2 separate regions of the Zea mays genome follow, and region 2 is linked to region 1. Evidence: chromatin contacts called from public Hi-C data. All regions are on one chromosome and are shown on one strand. Each heading gives the region's core, a stretch centred on a gene start, on an enhancer-like site or on the middle of the called end of the contact. The rest is flanking DNA. Distances are from core to core; before and after follow the strand shown.

Region 1 (4,230 bases), core at 768-3,267:
TGAGAACAAGTCCCCAACATTGGCGCTCACCTTCGGTGAACTCATTCGACCACCTTCGGCAAGCTGTGACCTTCGTCATGCCGCCGAAGAAAGCTTTGTCACCCCCGGGCTTTAAGGGACAAAGTCGGGTGCATCTCATACATGCGCCAAAGAAGACAACATATATAATAACAGAGTGTATAGGGATAAATGTCACAATATAATCAGAGTATATATTACATAGCGGAAGTCTTACAAAATAAAAGATAAACATAACAGGATCTAAAATCCATCCTTGGCGCCAGAAAGTCAACTGGGAGACGCCACCTAGATCGAATCGAACTCCTCGATACTTGGCTCCACTTGAACCACCTGTTCTTCTCCTGTGGGGGGTGTGAGACAGCAAGAGTGAGCTCACACATGTTCATCGCTCAAAATGTTGTGGGGAATAATGTGGCATGAACTCATCAAAGGTGAGAGTTCATGTGAAGTGTAAGGCTGATCAATAAAATAAAGGCTGAAGCTGAGCATTGCTTTTATAAGTTGGTCAAAATTTTAATAGAAATTACTAAGTGTAAGTAAATACCAAACCTTAGAAATAATAAATAAAAGTAATAATAAAATAATCCCAAATGCAATGAAATGACAAATTGAGTTTAAGTTCCATAATTTAATCATGTGAGTGTCTGAGCCGCTCATGATCAGCTAGTATACCAGTTTTACACTCTGTAGAGGTTGCGCAACTTTACCCACAAGTTGTGTTACCCATTTGCCACGGAGTTGATCAGACCCCATACACCTCTACCAAGGAAGTGAGGCAGGGTACCACTACGAGGCCTTTACAAAGTTGCACTAGCTTCAGAAAACCCGCTACAGTTTATAGGAAGCTCCAGTGCAGGAATCCCTCGCCTAACCGCCATCGCAGAAAAATCAACCCAAGGACCTCCCTACACTGACCACTCTCCTACTGTCCTTGCCCCTTTCGGGTAAGGTAGTCATCCACTAGCTTTCCTAGTTAATCAGCCAAGGGCGTCCCATTAAACCCTTGTGGTAGCAATGTTTTCCCCGGTGGTTCTCCATGTTCCCATTAACATAATGATCTTATCATGAATAGTAATAATAAATAGATAAAAACTATAACAATGAGTGATGAATATCTTTATACCCAAAGCCACATAAAGCAATAGCATGTACTACCTAAAAATTTAGTAGTAAAACCAGTGGTGAAACAAGGTATAAAGATAGTCAAAATCTAGGGTAACCTATTGGGTCCCAGCAAAATTAACCTATGCAGATCATTATGATTAATAAGAACATGACTGGGTAAAAGAAGTGATCAAGGGCACAACTTGCCTTCCACGAGCTCCTGCTCAGCAGTCTCTACCAGCTGAAGCCCTAGATCCTCAGTGACTTGCTCGTCTACTCGCATCAATACAAACATACATAGCATAAAGGAGAAATTAACATCACACCAAACATGTAAATAAAATACACAATAAAAGTCTAAACAATAAAATAAGATCCTAGGAACTGGAATCATTAAATTTGGAGTCATAGATTTCAAGTTATGATTTTCCAAGGTTTTATATATTTAAAACAAGATTAAGTACTAGATAAATCTTATTGTGTCTTTCATGCCAAAACAGAGGAACTAATGGATGAACAATAATATTACAAAAATTTAGGAACTGGAATGGACCAATTTGGAGTTCATATGAATTTTCTAAAATTTAAACAAGTTTCTAGCAATTATTTATACATTAAAAATCTATTTCTGATATTAATTTCTTATTTTCAATACTCTCTGGATTGGGCCTCAAATTGTGAAGAGTACAAGGGCTATGGTGTAAATATTTCTACGACTCAGAGAGCAATGCCCCCTGGACGGCGGGTTGATTTCTTTTAACCTTAGGGTTTCTTATGCAAAAAGCTAGAGCCAAAGGGGTATCGGCAAGTTCTGACCGCCCGATCTGAAACGGACGTGCTAGATTAAATCAGTGCCATCGCGAATGGGTACCCAATCACGACCGTTGGATTGACTACCTCCATCCCAGATTCCAAAAGGACCCTGATTTCCCCTCGCCCGCATGATTTCTATCCTGCGGTCCAGATCTACCTGCGCGAAGGGGGAATCCGTAGCCTAATCTCGGTCGTCTATTTCCTAATCCACGGACACCCGCACTTCTTCAACCTTACGCTCACACGCTACGGCGGCGCTCTCCAGCGACGGCGAGGCCATGGCCGAGACCACCACATCACGCCTCTGTGCACTAAGCCCTAAACCAAAAGGTCCACAACGACGCCCAAGGCAAGGGAAATACGCCGGTCCTGCTCATACCTCGCAATGCGTCGCAGGGAGGCTTGGTCATGAAGTTGCATCTTGATCTCGACGGTAGGCACGAAGATTGGGTTCACCAGCCGCCGCGACTGAGAAGAAGAACAGCGCGCTCGGTGGCTGGTCGGTGGGCCCCGCACGTCGACGCTAGATAGCAGAGTTGAGCTACGCGCGTGGGTATGACAGGTGGGCCAGATGGCATCGCTGGCGATAGCACGAGCGCAGACGCAGGTAGGGTGGGCCGCGCGGAGGGAAAGGCAGTGGAAATGGGCCGAGTGCTACGGATTCGACCCATCCGTGGTTTTTCCTTTTCTTTTATTCTTTTCTTTTTCTATTTTCTTTTCTTTCTATTAAAAAAATTCAAATTTGAATGTGGATCTTGCTATGAATTTCACCATTGGCCATATGTTCAACTTCATTTCCCTAGTGTAATAATAGTATATGTTTTTATATATATATATTTATTTATATTTTTATTGTCCTTATAGAGTATTTTCTCTCTCTTCTTCTCTTTGTTACTCCCTTTTTTCAAATTCTCAAATTAGGTATTAAACCCTTAATTTTGTCACTAATTTATTTCTATTAGTGGTATTACTCTTTTCATTAAATGCACAAACAAAATCCCAATATGATGCACTTTCTTTTATTTTAGTATCATTTTTTTTAATTAATCACTCTTAATTATATGTATGCTCTTTTTTTATGATGCAGAGATGGCACACAAAATAAGGAGATCCAATATAGTATCACTTTACACATTTTAGGTATTACAAGCTTCAACGCTGGGGGCTGCATTGTAGCCACTGTACGTCAACCAAGAAACACTATGTGAAGATAGAAGCCAAAAAAGGAAGGCTACAAGTCCAACGCCTCAGGAGGAGGAGTTGGACAAAGAAATAAGCGACCTCGAAGCCATCCACCAACAGGTCCAGAGGAAGAAGGAGAAGATTCTTTGTCTTTCCGATCTTCAAAAGAAGATCGATGAGGCTGCTGAGGAAATGCGTCATCTCACTCAAGATGACCAGGATCGAAGACCTCAACGCAGAGAGCTTCGTCAGGACAATTCCTACGATGATGATGAATGGTATGATGATTTCCATCGTGGAAATTTTGCTTTTGATGATGCTTCTCCTCTGTCAGCAGAACTGCAGGCTACCCCATGGCCCCCATCATACAAGCCACCCCAACTCCCAATGTATGATGGGTACTCAGACCCGAAGCAGTTTCTAATGAGCTACGAAGCAACCATATCTTCATATGGGGGCAACACAGCAGTCATGGCGAAATCCTTCGTCATGGCAGTCAAAAATATCAAATAAACCTGGTACTCTTCTCCCCGGCCAGGGACAATCACATCATGGCAGAAGCTGAAGGACATGCTGATCACCAGCTTCCAAGGGTTTCAGACAAAGTCAGTCACTGCTCAGGCTTTGTTCCAGTGCACGCAAGACCATGAAGAATACCTCCAAGCTTATGTCCGAAGGTTCTTAAGTCTGAGGGCACAAGCGCCCACAGTGCCCAACGAAATTGTCATTGAGGCCATGATCAAAAGGCTTCGGCCAGGAGCTACGGCTCAATACTTTGCCAGGAAACCCCCTTAGACCCTAGAGAACCTCCTTCAGAAGATGGATGAGTACATCTGGGCTGATAATGATTTTTGCCAAAGAAGGGAAGAAGCCTATAGGTTTTATGAAATGACTAGGGGCTTCAGAGGAAGAATTCACCCTAGGCATGTCAGATCAATCCATAACTCCAGGCAGAGTTATGACAGAGGAAGCCAGCTGCAAAGGCCACAACACAGCTCCCAATCCTTAGGACAATAGCAAAGCTCTTTTAGGCCATCAGCCCCAAGGGGCAGGGGTGGCAGGGGCTTCGGAGAAAGGTACGGGGATCAGCCCAGAAAGCTCTATTGTTTA
Region 2 (4,050 bases), core at 396-2,895, 300 kb before region 1:
TTAATTAACCTAATTCTACTCAAAATGAAGAGAGAGAGACTAGAGAGAAAGAAAAAGGGTAACACCTGAATTTGGTAGGCATTTAGAGAAGAAATTTTATACCCCAAATTCAAGGTGGTACAAACCTATCCCCCTTAAAAAATCTCACCCTCCAAATTTAGGGTTAGCTAGCAAAGAGTTCAGGGTACTTGGCTTTCATATCATATTTTCTTTCCTAGGTTGCTTCTTCCTTTGAGTGATGGCCCCACTTGACTTTGCATGTAACACCCAAAATAACATTTTGGTGATTTAAAGAATTCTCCAAAGTAATTTAAGATAAAATGTCTTCTAGGAATGAATTCCTCCCTTTATAAAATATTTCTTTCCCTAAAAGTGAACAAATAGTATCATTTAAAATTTTGATAGTATTAAAATTCAGTTATTCAAAGATATACTTCGGTCTTGAAACTTGAATTTGAATTTGAAATTTACAAGTGCACATAAAATTTGCAAAGATTCATTTGGGTAAATTATTTTTCATGGGTAGTATATAAGCAATACTCAAATGAATGAAATAATTAAATACAAATAAACTTTGCACCCCATGCAGGAGTTTTTGTATTGTGCATTTAACTCAATTTTGAAAGTCAAAACCCATATTCAAATTGAAATTTGCAAATAGAAAACAGAAATAAAAAGAAAAGGAGAAAGGAGAAAGACTTCGCTGGGCCAAAGAAATCATCTCCTCGGCCCATCTCCACCTTCGCCGCGCCCGCGCGGCCCAGCACACTCACCTGTTCGGTCACCTCTAGGCAGGCCCCACTGACCAGGCCTTCACCCGTGAAGGGGCTCCGCCTCGTCATCTCTGGCTTTCCTCAGCCCAAACGTCTTCCGCCGCTGACGACTGGGACCGGGTCGTCAGCATAATCGGCCGCACCGTGCTCTGCACCCCTCACAGCCATGTGGGCCCTAGTGACCAACACCTTTCTCCCCGGAAACAAATGAGCCGTGTCGCTGTTTCCCTGGCACATGAGCCCTGGTCGTCGGATTTCTTCCTCGTTGGGTCGTGCCCGCAAACAACCTTGGGATGATTGCAAATGACCGGGCGAAGAACACGGGTCTTCCCGACCAAACGCTATCACAGACTCTACCTTGGGGCTATAAATCCGGGCCGCCCCTGACCAACTCCATCATGGCTCATCACGTGGGTGCATCGACGGAGACCCCACTGGTGACGGAATGCATGATAATCCGCCATCACCGATTCACCATTCTACTATCGTCAATACTTTGGCATGTGGGTCAAACAGCTTACCTGTGGCACGGCGAGGGTGGCTGTAGCTTTATTACCAAGTAGGGACCACCAGTGCTCACACAATTTCTCGCCTTCGACCCGATGCCGCCGTGGTGCCGCGTCCCAGTCCGCTCGCCCATGTCATTGATCCCCGGTAAGGATCCGCTCTGTAGTCTTCGCCATATAATTCGCTCTCTATTGCCTGTCGTCGGGTTCATATCAGAGTAGGGAAGGCGTCGGTCTGCCGGCTCACCGGGGTGGGGCCATCGTGGGGTTGCCCGCCGCCGCTCGGTCAGCTGTAGGAAGAAGATGGTGTGGATACCGTTGGATCTAGATGAACGATAGAGATTAGAGGGTTGGGGAGAAAGTTGTGTGATCGCTGATCGCGGAACAGACGCCCCGGATTGATTCACGTATACTGGTTTGGCCAGACCTAACGCGGGCTGTTTGATATGGATCGGACACTCAAAAATCAATTTGGGCGTTATAAAATTGAAGCGTCGGTGAAAGATCCTACGGCTATCATTATATGCCATTTCAGAAAGATCGTGATCTGATCTCGCGCGTCCAACCTTGATCGCGCCGCTCGCATACACCCGTACCTCTTCGACCCGCAATCTTCATAAAGAGCCCCTCTTCTTTCTCTTATTTAACCCGCTGTCCTCTAGCGATGCAAAATTAATTTCGACGGTACCCCAGAATTTTATGAGTCAGCCCCTGCACACTTGGGGTTTTATGCCGCCGTCCAAATAAAACTCTAGAGTAATTAAATAAATCAGAAAAATGGAGTTTTATATAGAAATTAACCCTAAAACTTCATAAATCCATAACTTCTTTGTTTTAGGCCCAAATTGATTCATTCCAGTTGCATTAGATTCACATTAATATTGTCTATCATAAAGTAACCTTATAATACCATTAAGCTGTAAACACCTAATTTGTTAGAGATCATATTAAAAGCAGAAAAGTGTTTTCCTTTATTTATATGAGTGTATCCATTCATTTGTCATCACATGTGAACACCACCTTTTAAAAACAATTAATAAAAATATATGACACTAAATTATGCATCATGCTGGAATTTTTATTATGAGTGCATTTTATGACAATATAAAAATAACATAAAAAAAGAAATATGTTAAAAATCCAAGGTGGAGATTATTCTCTATTATATGATTGGAAGCTTGTCTAAAAGAACTAAAATAAAATAAATACATAAAAATATGTTTTTGCACATCATGCTGAAATTCTATAATGTGTATCTAAATCAAGGGTTTGAACTTCAAACTTGGGTTGATTTGAAATTCAAATAGAAAACAAAATAGAATAAAAAAAGAGAAAAGGAATAGCAACCTGCGCATGGGCCAAATTCTCCCTTGCCCGGCCCACCAGCCTCTTCTCTTTCCCCCCACCTGGCCCGCTCGCGCCATTTCCCCCCCCTCTGCTGTCGAACCGGGCCCACCTGGCAGCCTTCTCCTCTTTCTTTTCTCACTGAGCGCAGGGACCTACCTGTCGGATCCTCCCCCAACCAAGCTCCACGGAAAACCTTCGCCGCTCACGCGAAATCAGTGCGGGTGGTTCAACAAACCATCGCGGATCTCGCGGCTGGCTCTGACTCGGACTTTGGCCGCTACCCTGGGTATAAAACCTGTGCTGCCTCCCCCCTCTCGAAGCCATAGTCGTGCCCTCATCACCCGACGCCGTCGCGGATGTGAAACAGACTTCGCCGCCGTCGGGGGATCTCCGCTCTCGGAGTTGGATCGTGGAGGACCGTAGTCGTCGGAGGAAGCTTTCTGCGCCCGCAATCGGGTGGTGCGAACCGCGGGCGACGGCAATTGCTCGCCGTCTTTTGCATTTCGCCTGGAATCCGCAGCTCGCCGTGGACCAGGGTCTGTGCAGCTCAAAACCTCGGTATGTCGCCTGCTTCGAGTTCCTTACCTTCTGGCTATGGTGTATCATCGTCGAATTTGGTAATAGTTCGTTCGGGGGGGTCGGATAGCCGTCGCCGGTGAGCCTCACCGCGGTGGAGGTGTGATTTGCCGCCATCTGGGCGTAGGTTGGGGATGACCTGCGTGCGCCGTTGGATCACCGTGAACGGCTGGGATTAGAACACGGGGGTACCGATTCGGGTGGTCGGATCGTGCGTCGTCCGATTCCGATCGGTCGGCGGTGAATCAATGTAGGTTATTTAAATCTGAGACGTTGAAGTTCTATCGTGCGGCTCGGATTGGGTACCGCTTCGATCGGGATTGATTTAATCTGCGCCGCCCATTCAAGATCGGGCGGTCAGGATTGCTCCATACCCTTTCGGCTTGGCGATTTTGCAAAAGAGACCCCCTACTATACTAGTATCAACCCGCAGTCCACCTGGTGGGTCGTCTGAGTCTTAGGATTAGTTACACCTAGGCCCCTGAGTTTTCTGAAAATCGAGGCCTAGTCCTGAGCCTGTTGTAAATTGAATAAAATAATTAGAAAATAGATTTTAATATGAAAATAAGTGTTAAAACTTGTTTATTGCATAGAAAATTTATTTTAGCTCCAAATTGAACCATTCCAATTTCTAAAATTTTGTAATAATATTCTCTATCATTTAGTATCACTGTTTTGACATGAACTCAGTTAGAAAATTAATTTCTCATCTAATCCTATTTTAATCACATTAAAACCTTAGGAAATTCATAACTTGAATTCTATAACTCCAAATTTAATGATTCCAGTTCCTGTGATCTTATTTTAATGTCTAGATTATTACTGTGTATTTTATTTACATGCTTGGT

What was found. Hi-C and Micro-C count contacts between places; a contact is called where the count stands out from the background.
Region 2: a Hi-C map of bundle sheath shows a contact between it and region 1, with 4 times the contacts expected there. The contact joins two enhancer-like sites. A contact is called at or near these places in 2 of 25 Hi-C or Micro-C datasets (bundle sheath and endosperm).

The regions. Positions count from the first base shown.
Region 1 is chr4:98,776,443-98,780,672 of Zm-B73-REFERENCE-NAM-5.0, reverse strand. No RefSeq gene overlaps it. Among protein-coding and RNA genes, the nearest start is that of LOC118477066, 270 kb to the right of the region's middle. Within about 2 kb of position 2,017, at least 17 of the 20 cell types and tissues checked have an H3K27ac peak or open chromatin away from gene starts, as enhancers often do. A contact at or near this core is called in bundle sheath, where this site is marked.
Region 2 is chr4:99,076,071-99,080,120 of Zm-B73-REFERENCE-NAM-5.0, reverse strand. No RefSeq gene overlaps it. Among protein-coding and RNA genes, the nearest start is that of LOC109946033, 53 kb to the left of the region's middle. Within about 2 kb of position 1,645, at least 17 of the 20 cell types and tissues checked have an H3K27ac peak or open chromatin away from gene starts, as enhancers often do. A contact at or near this core is called in bundle sheath, where this site is marked.